Linked DNA regions of Mus musculus: region 1 is linked to region 2. Evidence: chromatin contacts called from public HiChIP or PLAC-seq data. All regions are on one chromosome and are shown on one strand. The core of a region is the stretch at or near the end of the contact, and the rest is flanking DNA. Distances in the headings are between cores, read along the strand shown. Region 1 has its middle 29 kb from the start of Gm36475. Region 2 overlaps Pik3r1 (phosphoinositide-3-kinase regulatory subunit 1).

Region 1 (6,348 bases), core at 2,941-5,440, 230 kb after region 2:
TAGTCAGAGATGTTGTGATCTCAGCTGTAGTTTCTGGAAGAACAGAGGCTCCCAGATATCCCAGACTTGTCACCAAATCCCAGAAAGAAACATGTCTCTTTTTTTTTTTTTTTTTTTTGAGTCTGGTGGTTAGGGGTCCAATAATTATCTTATGACAGATAGATAACAAGGATGTGAGATGGGATCACTTAGGAACACATGCAGAAGTACTCAGTGCTGTATACTTCCACTCAGTATCTCAGGTCAGCTTTACGTGCCAGGCACAGCTAAGGTACAGGAGAATGAGATCACGTGGTGGCAGGGTTCTGAAGGTTCTGCTGGGTTTTCATGCAGTTCGCCTCCCTGCCTCTGAGTTCCAAGATACTCTTGGGAATGGAGTCCGATGGCAGTTGCAGTTCCTAGCATTCTTGTTAGATAAGTAAAGTCCAGCTACCAGCTCTGTATATTCTTCAAATGACAAAATTTTACTTTCAACTTTTTATTGCTACTCTGAGATTCTACACATACATCCCCATGAAACCAGAGACATGCACCATCCCAAGAACTTTCATGAAGGAAAACCCAACCAAGCCCTCCAGGCCTGCCTAAGGTCTGAGATCCTGTTTTAGAGATATGCCTGAGAGCTTCAGGAAGAGTCGGTGACAGTCCTGGTGATAGAGAAATTGCTGCAGGGGTTATCAATAAGGTCCCTGCATAGACTGACATCATCCTGGGCCTTGCTCCAACAGCATGAGCCATCTCTCTGTGTCACAGTGTTTGAGCCATCTCTACCACAGAGAAAGCTGGTGCCAGCTAAATCTCTCAGATCCAAAGCCTGTTACTTGTCTTCTAAACATCCTTGCATAATATTTCGAGTTAAGTAATACCAGGGCTGCTTATTCTTTCCCCAACTTCGTCCTTTACTTATTACAAACAGGAAGAAGTAGTCTGTTTATATTTTTGGATCACAATTTGATCCTGTAACTGCAAGGAACCTTTATTGCCAGTGGAAATATTCGGGAGAATATGTGAGGTTCAAAGTGTCAATTTCAATTGACAATATCTCACCCTCTCTAGTTCTTTACAGAGAAATTGTGCTATTTTTCTACAAAGGGAAAAAAAAGTGCCTTCTCTCTACTAAAGTCACTTTTACAACTCTGGGAATTCTGGCATTATTAGTATGGTCAAGAACACCCACAAAACTGTGTATCCTAAGCCTATCTTTCAGACAATCCATTAACAACATACAGTACAGAATTAATTTTTCATGGAGGGACCATACAAAATTGGCAGAGTGAAATTTCTTACGATGGGCATTGTGGGTTTGAGCCTTGTTAGGCAGCATGGATAATTGTGATCAAGAGCAAGAGAAGCTAACAAATCATTGAGGAGGGTTCAGAGGCTGGGTGAAGACTTTAGTCCACTCACGAAGCCATTTTGTTTGTGGATCAAATGCTGGCTTCGTAATATCATCAAAATAACCCATCTACACTCATTGTTCTGGGTGGAGGAGGCTCTGTACACTGTAGATGATCAGCAGCATCCCTGACTTCCACCTTGACCCAGCCGTGACAATCAGAGATGTCCCCAGACACTGTCAAATGTCCCTGAGGAGGCAGAATCAGTTCCTTGCAGGAAATGAGGAATGCTGCTTTGGCAGAGTCTGAAAAGAGCTAGTGAAAGTTGAGGGAGACCTTGGGGGATACTCTTAAAGTTTTGAAGATTGGAACTGGGATGTGCATCTCACAATGTGCATCCTCTCTCGCAGGCATGTGAGGGTGGGCTTGGGTTGGGTGAGGATCATAATGATGGGATCTTGTAGGGTTGCTGGAGACAGTGAGGTAGAGATTTTGAGATGAGGGGGCTAAGAAAATGCTCAAATTGGTAGAAAAATTTCCCATGATGCCTTCAGTTGAGAAATCGATGGATCTTTCTGGAAGTGTCTAGAATGACCACAAAACAACCCTTACTTTACTGAGTAAGGGTTTTCTGGACAAGAAAGTTGTTCTAATGAAAATGCTCAAAGAATGAAGTCACGTGCTTATGAGGATAGTAACATTTTAGATTGCAGAGGCTTTTTAAGGTTCCTTGATTTTATTCCTTTGGGCATATTATTGCTACATTTGGAGAATTCAGTATGAGTAAAAAAAGAATGAGTTAGGAAGCCCCTATTCCAGAGGTTCAGCCAGGCTTTACCATACTGGGAACTTGATGAATGATTTGTGCAAGCATGCAGTTTTCCCCAAACTCCAGGTTCTCCAGCAACATATTGAAGTTGATAGTGTCTTCCTTTTCAGACCTGCTGCAGTGGGATGAAGCAATGCATCTCTTAAAATCCTCACAGCACATGTTACCTAAGTATGAATAGGTCATTCAAAACTAAAAGAGCCTGGAACAGCAGTAGGGTACCTGTACTTGGGCCATCAAACCTTTGGAACATGCTACCTGCCTTCTCATTCCTATCAACAGCAAGAAAATGTTGGATTTTTCTGGACACAGATGCTGGAATGTTTTCTCTGCACCCAGGAAATATTAAGGAGGGAGAGAAGCCGTTATCTCACAGATTCGTTCTCTCATGTTCCTGAGCATGTAGGTTTATCTCTGAAATGTGTGGGGTGATGTGGGCTGGATACTAGCAATACCACTGCCACATGGGTAAAAGAATCATAAAATTACTGTCAGAGTAACTTGGAGAGGATTGAGAACTGAAGACCATGCACTGGAAAGCCCATTCAGTCTATTTTCAGACTCTTAAGAACAATGCCTTCTCTTAGTAGCATGACCTTGAATCTGTTTCACAGTGGGATTCTGCTTTCTCTCTTCTAAATCTCAAAACAGACCATCTTCTCTTACTGCATACATTTTTTTAATCCCTACCCTACGGGATAGATGCTATGATAAGAAGTCTGATGCTCAAAGTCTAAATAATTTGCTGAATTAGACCCAATTTATTCATAAATGGAAGCAAGAGTTAAAATTTAACTTGTCTCCTGGGTTCCAAAGTTTGTGATTCCCCAACTACAGTGTGCTGTCCTGAACTCATTTATTCCTCAAAACAACAACAAACAGAGAAATGAAAAGCTAAAACATCAGACATATAAAACCATGGTTCATATAGACGGGGTCCACGAGCAGCAGTTTCGATATATGGGCAAGACATACATAATCATATGTGGTGTTTTAAATGAGAAATGTCCCCAGAATCTCATATATTTGACTATTTAGTTTCTGCTCAGTGGTGCTGCTTGAGGACGTTATGAAGCCCACCTGGAGGAAATATGTCATTGGGGGTGGGCTTACAGACGTCATTCATAGCTTGGACCCACTTCCAGCTATCTCTCTCGCTGGTTCATGTTTGCTGTTGAAGGTGTGATCTCTCAGTTCCCACTCCTGCCACCTGCTGCCATGCTTCCCCTGCCATTACAGACTCGCCCTTTGATGCATGAGCCAAAATAAACTCTTTCTCCCATAAGCCATTGTTGGTCATGGTGCTTTATCACAGCAACAGAAATGAACTCATGCATCTAAGGTGTTTCTCTAACCTGACCGTAAGGTGACACATCATCAGGCAGCCTTTCTGGAAACCACACTGCCAGTCCAGTTTGCCTAATCCTAACAAAATAAATGAACCCGCTCCACCGCATGGTTCACAATGGACTGCTTTTGATGGGATCGGGAGAAAGAGAAACACGGTGTATCCTTCCTACTAATGCAGTTTCAGAGCTGTGCAAATGTATTTGGTAATGTTTAGATAACAAGGGTTATTGGGAAAATGGTAAAGGCTCAGCAAATTTTGCTGCAAGATACTGCAGATGGGAGGGACTCGGTGATGAAATGCCTCTTACAGAAGTGTTTCAAACAGTGGGCTCTCTGGGATCATGTACGTATGGTGCCAGTGCTGTGGTCTTCAGGGCCTGTGATTCATAAATGGTCAACTAGATGCAAATGGGTTTGTGGCCTCTGGGTTTTGTATTTCTCTTTCTTTTCTTTTTAAAAACCACAAAGCAGGCTGACTTTTTCTTAGCTCTGTACGGTACTTGCTTTGTGACTGAGCAAGCCTCCTCCTAACCCCCACCCCCAATCTCCCTGGGCCTCAGTTTCTACCTCCTGAGGAGGAAGAGTTGGTTATGTGATCCTTCAGGTCACTTCCTTCCCTTGATTTAAACAGATTCACAAAGGTTAACAACTGACTAGTGCCCTCTACAGGGGACTCTTTCAGCAGTGTGGGAACCCAGGGAAAATGCTAGCAAATATATATTTGCTATATATAGATGTATGTACAGTGTCTATAGATGTATTTGTGTTCTAACCATATACAATATATAATTAATTAATGAAACATAGTTGTGAATTAATTAAGTCTTAGATTTCGTCCAGACTTCATTGTTCACATAAGGAACACAGGGACCACCTTGGATGCAAGCTTCACTTAGTCCTGTGAGAAAAAGTTTTCCAGGATGTGAATATAAATATGCAGTTCAGTAGTTGTCTGATAATGACCTTTGCCTGGCTTTTTCAGTTGTCATCAAAATACCCTTCCCTCTCCTTCTCAGACAACTGGAACGCAGCATTTTCTAAGTTTTCTGTATACTTGCTACTCTTAAGAGTTGATGGACTGTGGATTTTTCCATTAGAGAGGGAAATGGCCATTTCAGTGTTGCCTGTAATAGCGTGAGCCCCTCACTGTGAGGGTGGCTTCTCTGCAAGCGATCAGGAGGCCCTTTCACGACATTGCCAGGAGAAAATGTAGGCGTGTTCAGTAATTGATTGATTCCCCTTCGCTTCAAGCAGTGCTGAAATGTTTAATCCTTCATGCTGAGACCCGCCCAGAAGTTAGGACATACTATTCATTCCTAAGGTGTAGGACATAGAAAAAAAAAAATGTCCTGGAAGGCTTTCAGAATAAATTTGGGTCTGTGTAAGCCTTCTTTAACATTTGCAAAACTAATCGCTATTTTAAGTTTTATTACTACAAAAGTCATGTGTGCTTTGTGGAAAGTTATAAATTCAGATAAAGAAAGTTTTAAAAGTGCTAGCCCCACATTCCTACCCCTTACAGGTTACCACTCTTAACACCTGTATACACTACATGTTTCTATCAAAATGAGATAGTGTTGTACATGCTGCTTGTAAACTGCTTTTTTTAGTTTATGAATCTTTCCTTGCCAATAAATTTTTATCTCCTCTAAAACCCAGTCTATGTTCAAATTTGCCCTGCTTGTCTGCAAAATGTCTTTTTACAGTTGGTTTGTTCAAACTAAATTCAAGTGCAGGGCCCTGCATGGCTTTTAGATATCCTGTCCAGTAAAGCACATGAATTTAACAATTTTTCATAAACTTAAAAAAACAGGGAAGGTTGAAGTTTGCTCTCTCTCTCTCTCTCTCTCTCTCTCTCTGTGTGTGTGTTCAGATTTTATTCTTTACATAAAGCAGATTTGAAAAAAAAACTGCCTAACTTTCTGCTTTATCTTCACCTACAATCACTACGCCTTATTGGTATAACAGATGGTCAGATTTTAAATGTACAGCCTTTAGTCTAAAATGAAATTTGTAAACCTGCTTGAAATCTTGGAAAACATCTCTTCTTCTCTTAACCACTGAGCCATCTTCTCTCTCTGTAGCCCACATTTGTTTTTCTTTAAGTTTATTCAGACCTAAACATAGCAAAGTCAGTCAAAATTTGTATCAGACATATAGCAAGAGAGTGTGGTCAAGCAAACAGGCCTGGTCTGCCCTCATGGTGCTTCAGGTCTGGCAGGGAAGGTAACCCACAAGTTAATTGTTAACACAAAGTACCAAATTAAATGATGACACAGGCTGGTATTGAGGGGGCAGAGGATAGAAGTTATCTAGGCACAGGGAGAGACTTGGGGAGGCAGGTCTGGTCTGGTGCAAAGGAGGGCTTCTCTAAAGGAATGTCTATTGGAAAAGGAAGGCAAAGCCTACTTTTGGCATCAGAAATAAGAATTTGCTAACATATTGGAGTTAGTTGTGAGTCATTTCTCTTATGACCAGAATAGAGAAACCATGGGCAAAATGGAATGTGATGAGCCAGGAATGAGGTCCAGGTCGGCGCATCCAGGGCCCTGGGCCATGGCAATACTGTATTGATTGTATGGGCAAGAAGGAGCAGTGAATGACTGTAAGCAGTAGCAAGCATGATCTGATTGATGCTTTTGCTAAGGACATGCTCGCTTCTGGATAAAGACCACACTGAGGAGACAGCCATGAAGACAAGATTGCTGACAAGACAGCAATGAACCTGATGGAATGCCACCTTAGCGGATCAGTTGAGATTGAATGTCTTGGCCTTGATTGGTGGACAGAGTAGACTAAAGCGGATCAACTTAGAGATCCATTTAGCTTTCT
Region 2 (6,216 bases), core at 1,275-3,774:
GCAGAAATTTTGGGGGAAATTAAAAAAAAGAAAAAGAAAAAGAAAGAACAACATGAAGTTGGGAGAAGTGTAGTGGAGGCGAGGAAAGAGTGGACTTTGATCAATGTATATGCAGGTATAACTATTAAATAAAATATTAAAAAATAGATTTCTGTTTCCAGCACAGGGCAGGAATAGCCTAGCTAAGTAGGAGTTTGCACCAGTAGTTGTATCTTTCCCAAATGACTGCTGGAGAAAATAAGTGTAAGCCATTGTCAACAGGTTGTGGAAGAGACTGGTTCAGCATGCTCGCTACCAAAAACTCGCCTTGCTGCGAGGCTGGCCCCAGCCCCAGCCTTCCACATAAAGCAGGTGCTGTTCGGATCAGAGGCTGATCATCCTTGGCACCCAGAGTGGACAGCCTGCCAATTGTTGCACAATCGAGTGGACCCAAGCGACAAAGGACTGCTTAATTGAAAGTGTATAAAATGGTTCCTTAGTTGAACCTTAGTGGGTCACACCCTTAATCCCAGCACTGGGGAGGCAGAGGCAAATGACTCTCTGAGTTTGAGGCCAGCCTGTTCTATAGAGTGAGTTCCAGGACAGCCAGGGTCACACAGAGAAAACTTGTCTCAACCTCCCTCTGCCGTCAAATAAAATGGTTTCTTAGGCTTCATGGACAATTGAGTAACCCCATAACCCCAGTTTCCTTTCTTTATGGTCACTACCTAATCCTCTGGGATCAAGCATAAAATATTCTGGTCTCTTACAGTGAAAAGATTAAACAGCTGAAGTTTAAATTAAATCATTAATTTGGAGTTTTCTGTGACTACATTCATTATATTCTCTGTTGGGATTACGTTCCTGTGGATTTGACAGATACATAAAAGTGACAATATGTGCTTATCAAGGGCAAATAAAAGTTCTGCACGCTGAAATCCTGAGTGGTGTTTTTAGTTTTCTGTTTATATTAAAACCTTTTAAAATTGAAATGATTTAACGAGGTTTTCTTTTTCTGGATACCTAGTAGAAGAAAAAATCAGAAGCATGAAGCAATTGAGTATATTTACGTGGAGACAGGCCTGAGTGATGGAAATTTTTTTTTTTTCTTTCAGTAGGATTTAGCAGAAAGCATGTGTCGAAAGTCTTACCTAAATGGGTCATAATTAAAGACGTTGGGGCTTATTTATTTTAATTAGAAATATTAAGCTACACTCAGTGGGCTTCATGGAAAAAATTTTTTTCTAATTGCATATTTTATTTTACGTCAAGTAATAAATTAAATTTTTGTGGGTACCAAAAAGACGTTTTAGCTTTAACCACAATCATAACTCATGCTAAATATATTAATGTTGTGTTGATTAGCTGGCTAACTGTTTCTGGAGAGTTAACTGGTGAGACCTATTGTTGTTGATGTTTTTCGTTTTCCAGTAATAGTGGCAGAGCAATCAGTGTCCTTTCTGGAGAAAGGTTCTCGTTTGAGTTGCTCTGATCAATACAGGTGACTAGAAGCAGAGGTAAAGAGCAGCGCTTACTTCTGCTGTGTTCTCTTTAAAACTCTGTCAGATGCTGTTGTTGCGTTGCCCCTCCCGTGGGTTTGACAGAGTTTCTGGGAAATCCACAGAGGCAACTCTCTCAGCCTCTTACGAAAAGGGGCAGAATGGAAGGGGGAACTCACTCACAGTTCCTGTCGGGATTAAACCGGGCATCCAAGTGGCGCGCCTCAGGTTGACTCTCAGACCTAGCTGCTGTCTCTGGGATGGAAGATCCCATCTCAACATCCTCCATGTATAGCACAGAACAATCCTTGTTACCCATCTCGTTTTCTCGCCAAAGAGAATCTGTAGAACAAAGCAATTTAGACTACTCAAGTACATTGGCCATTCCCAGTTGTCTTTGACAGTTCTTAATTAGAGTAAAAACGGACACAGTCAGCAGTAGGAACAGTTTTTCGGGACATTTGGGAATTTGTACAAATATACTTTAGAGGAAAAAAAAAAAAAAAGAAAGACAAACTGTTTGGCTTCTGCATCATTTATTATGTGTGCGCCCTTGAATCTGGTGTAAAGTGCCTGGGATGAAGATTGGTTTCTGCTATTGTACAGCCAAAGGGGTAGCCATTGCACTATGGTCTCAGTTACATGGTGAACTTGTAAATAAGTCAGGCATTAAAAACTTCCAGTGGCATCCTTGGCTGAGAGTCCGTCTTAGTCACTGTGAAGTATTTGCTGCATGACCTAAAGATGGTACCATAACATACATAGCCTTGGCTTTCTCATCTGTAAAATGGGATCGATGGCCAGGAATGAGCTGTGTGGGAGCTCTCTCAGACACACCTCCACTCCCAGAAGACCCCAGGACCTAAGGCTCATTGATGATAATTCTCAAAACAGAAAGGACACATTGAACACACACACACACACACACACACACACACACACACACTCAGTGTTTCTTAGACTTAAGTGATATGTTTGAACCTGACGAAAATGAAAGGAATTGAGATTGCCCGGCCACAGGAAATAGAGGCCAAGGGCCAAGTTAAACAGCTGAAACCACGCACAAAGCAGGAGATCATGGGAGATAGCAAACGCTTCGACGCTCTCTTTGTCGGTGTTTGAGGGAGAAATGACAGCAGAATTGTCATGTTTAGACCAGCTGCCTCTTCTACCTCACCTGAGAGTTCTCCTCCTCGTCCGTGGAAGGCAGACAGGACCAGCTGTGTTCTGTGGCAAAATGCGTTTTTCTCCACAGCTCGGTGCTTTCCCAGGCGCAGGCACCCTGGAACCTGGAATGGTTTCGTTTCTTAGCACAGAGTTTTCATTTAACATGGAACATTGTTGCTTGAATGATGCTCATTAGGAGTCTCTACTCATGTTTTCCTTTGCCTGCTTCAATAGTATCTAGTTCTGTTTTCTGTTTGTTTCTTGTTTTGTTTTCCAAGACTGTTCTTCTTTAGTCCTAGGAGACTAATACTTTACACACACACACACACACACACACCCAAGCTGACCTCTAAACTCATGATAATCCTCCTGCCTCAGCTTCTCTAGAGCTAGAATTATAAGTATAGGCAATCAGGCCCAACTGTTTGTGCCACTTAGGTATAAACCATTCCAGGGTCATGGATCTGTTAGGCAGAGTTTAGTTGACTCCATACTGTATCTTCAGAGGGCATAGTACTGGCAAAACCATACCCAGAGCTGCAGTTCACTTCTGCTTTGTCCATTTAGTGTGTCCATTTCCTCTTTGAGGAAAACCTTTGGTTTTTCAGAACTCCATTTTCCTTTACAAAGTCAGAGTTGCAATAGCAAAATAACTTAAAAATATTTTGTTTTCTTGCTCACTAATTCATTATGAAATAGCTCAATGCTTAAAAGGAAAAAAAGAAAAAATGTGCTGGGTCTTGGTGGGAGGGAGGACATGCCTGCCTGCCTGCTCTGAATCTGATTCTCCTGCCCAATAGAGGTTGCCATCTATTGGCCAAAGAGAGAAATAAAATGAAAAGTTCGGCCCACGCTCCAGGTGGTGCGATGGTCACGGAGAGGTTCTTTTGGTAAAGTTCTTGGCTAAAATATATGAAAATGCATGATTCTTTAGGAACCTTAAGCCCAGGATCATTGGCCGTAGCCGGTCTCTGTAAGTCATGATAGGTATTTAAGAAGTGGCTACATAGCTCTTTTAAATGCATATTTCTTGAGACCACCAGAATTCCATTTTAATGAAATATTAAATGGAGTTTTAATTAGACAAATTGATGGCTGATTTTGTAACTCTGTGGTTGGTTTGGGCTTTCTTTCATTCCAGCCTTTGGAATCTGGTATTTCCTGCCCAGCTGACATGAGACAGGCTCTGTAGAACGGGCAACTGGTGGCTCTTGGTGCTGGGATCTGGTTAATTTGACCATGTGCACTATTTAGAGGTTTAAGTAGTGGCATCTCTCCAGAGTTGTATAATGTCATAAGGTGCATTTGACAAAAAAAGGGAGGTGGTTCGTGGAAAATTCTCAAGCAACTGCAAACAGGGGAAAGAGTTCCTTTGGTCTTGGGTGGACACACACACATACTCACCCACTCCACACTCCACACACACACACACACACACACACACACACACACACACAAACACATAGGACAGCTTGAACTTAGAAAGCACCAGTATAACAATTTTTATTATTAATAACACATCATTTTAAATTGACTTCTCATCCCTAATATCTGAAAATAATCTTATAAATCCTGAAAGCTAAATTGTATATACATTAGTGCTTTACTTAATATGCCTCACCATGGTGTGTGTATGTGTGTGTGTGGTGTATGTGTGTGTGCGTGTGTGTGTGTGTGTGTGTGTGTGTGTGTGTGGTGTATGTGTGTGTGTATGTGTGTATGTATGTGTGTGTGTTGGGTAGTATCCTAACCAACTATGAATAAGGCTCACAGTCTAACCTTGTGGTTTTATTTCTTCCTTACCTGCCTGTTCATATTTGGAGTGTGAAGCTTTTTTAAATGCTGTGTACTACCCAAGTAATCATTTGATACCCTGGATTCAGGCATTTGACGTTCAGTTAATTAATTCCTGTGCCTTCCACTGTGAACTAAGAACGATGACAGCTAAAGAAGGAGGCGGTACAAGAGAAACCAGGAAACCCATATGTTATTTGCTTCCATTTTCACATAGTACACCTATATATGTGTGAAACAAATATATAAACTGTTACAAAGCAGCATATTGATGAATTGAAATGAGTGGAGCATGATACGAGCAAGAAGCCGGCAGGAGAACGGTTGGAGTGGGGCCTAGAGAAAGCAGAGTTTTTGAAGGAAGCGAGACATGTTTATGTGTTCTGATACAGGTCAGTATTAGGCTCACCCTGAATGGCTTAATGTCATGTGAGCAGTGGGGAGAAGAGAAAGGGCAGCATCATGGAAATGGTTGAGGCATGGGCATCTCCTGTGGGCAAGCCGAGATGTATTGTTGAGGTCAGGCTGTGTAACTTCCTTCTGAAAAGGCCCTGCCCATTTACCAGTCATGATACCTTTCTTTCACTTCTATTTTTGTCCCTTCCTTTAGGAAAAGGACTAGATGCTTACTCGTTAGTTAAAACTCAAAGTCATTTTCCTGTTCTGGTTGCTTTTGTTCCTCGAGTTTGAGAAGAATCGAATTAGGTCCGCGTGAAACATTTGGTCCCTCTGTCAAGTTTCCATTTTCCTATTACCTGATATGTCTTTCTTTTTAAAATGCTGTCCCCTCTCATCCACCAGATCTGTATCGTGGTGCCCCTCCTTGGTCTTTCCCTTTTGGATAAAGGCAGATATACTGAGCTTTAAAATTCTGCCTGGATAGATTATCTGCTCTGGCACAAAGTGGCCCTGTCATAAAACCCAGAATTGAAACATCCAGTATTGACGTCTTTAAATTCAGCCTTACTTTTAAATAATACTGGACTGGGTTGTTGGACATCATCATAACTAAACTGTTTCTCTAGACGATGTAGGTTAATCCAGCAAGCCCTTCTAGGAATTCTGTTGCAACTGGTACCCTGTACTACCGGACTCCATTATAAATGATTTAACCTCCTATAAAGCTGCATTTTAATAGGTGTTTATAGGCATCACTTACCAAGTATTTCAAGGGCTCTTTAAATGAAAACTGCCAGGGAGGGAAGGGTAACACTAGCGTTTTTTCTCACAGTTATAAACATTCCCACATAAAACAGGGTTGGTGGACTATGGGTGAGGGAACAAATACTTAAGGCTCCATCTCCTACCGCTGACTTTCACTCGTTCCCACGATAACTGGAGAGAATTCCTTGGGAACTCCTCTTCACAGACTTGTGTGTTATGTGTTCATTCTGTGCCAGGACCTGGTCCTGGCCTGGATGCCTTGATCAAAGCTCATAACTTAATGGAGGGAAACAGAATGCTGGCCGTTCGGCCAGACAAGTAGTGTCCTTTAGGATTGGAGCTAAGCTGGAGGCACCTGTGTTTGAGGTGCCATGCCCTCCTTAGTCTCCTACGTATTCCTGCCAGTGGCTGACTTTTCTTTCTGGGGGGTAGACAGCTGGTGTTTGAAGTGGTAAGGTATCCCGTGGGATCTACACCTCAGCCATAGGCTCCATGGGATATGGTAGTGGAGACCCATGCTTGCTGTCTTGCCTTTGCTGCCTGCCCTCTCCTTCCGCCTGCTTGTGTTTGGCGAGCTTTGTCAGTTGCATGCCTGTGATGAAGATGGCAGGGC

The links. HiChIP or PLAC-seq counts read pairs in DNA pulled down with a chosen protein or histone mark.
Region 1: a contact with region 2 is called in an H3K27ac HiChIP or PLAC-seq map of regulatory T cells, with 9 times the contacts expected there. The contact joins two enhancer-like sites. A contact is called at or near these places in 1 of 15 datasets of contacts at CTCF or cohesin (large pre-B cells), 7 of 484 Hi-C or Micro-C datasets (CD4 T cells, CD8 T cells, cerebral cortex and 2 more) and 3 of 115 datasets of contacts at active chromatin or transcription factors (regulatory T cells and thymic regulatory T cells).

What each region holds. Positions count from the first base shown.
Region 1 is chr13:101,507,938-101,514,285 of GRCm38.p6, reverse strand. No RefSeq gene overlaps it. Among named protein-coding and RNA genes, the nearest start is that of Gm36475, 29 kb to the left of the region's middle. Within about 2 kb of position 4,190, at least 19 of the 459 cell types and tissues checked have an H3K27ac peak or open chromatin away from gene starts, as enhancers often do. A contact at or near this core is called in CD8 T cells and regulatory T cells, where this site is marked.
Region 2 is chr13:101,733,144-101,739,359 of GRCm38.p6, reverse strand. The region is part of intron 2 of Pik3r1 (phosphoinositide-3-kinase regulatory subunit 1); the gene reads left to right. Among named protein-coding and RNA genes, the nearest start is that of Pik3r1, 32 kb to the left of the region's middle. Within about 2 kb of position 2,524, at least 65 of the 459 cell types and tissues checked have an H3K27ac peak or open chromatin away from gene starts, as enhancers often do. A contact at or near this core is called in CD8 T cells and regulatory T cells, where this site is marked.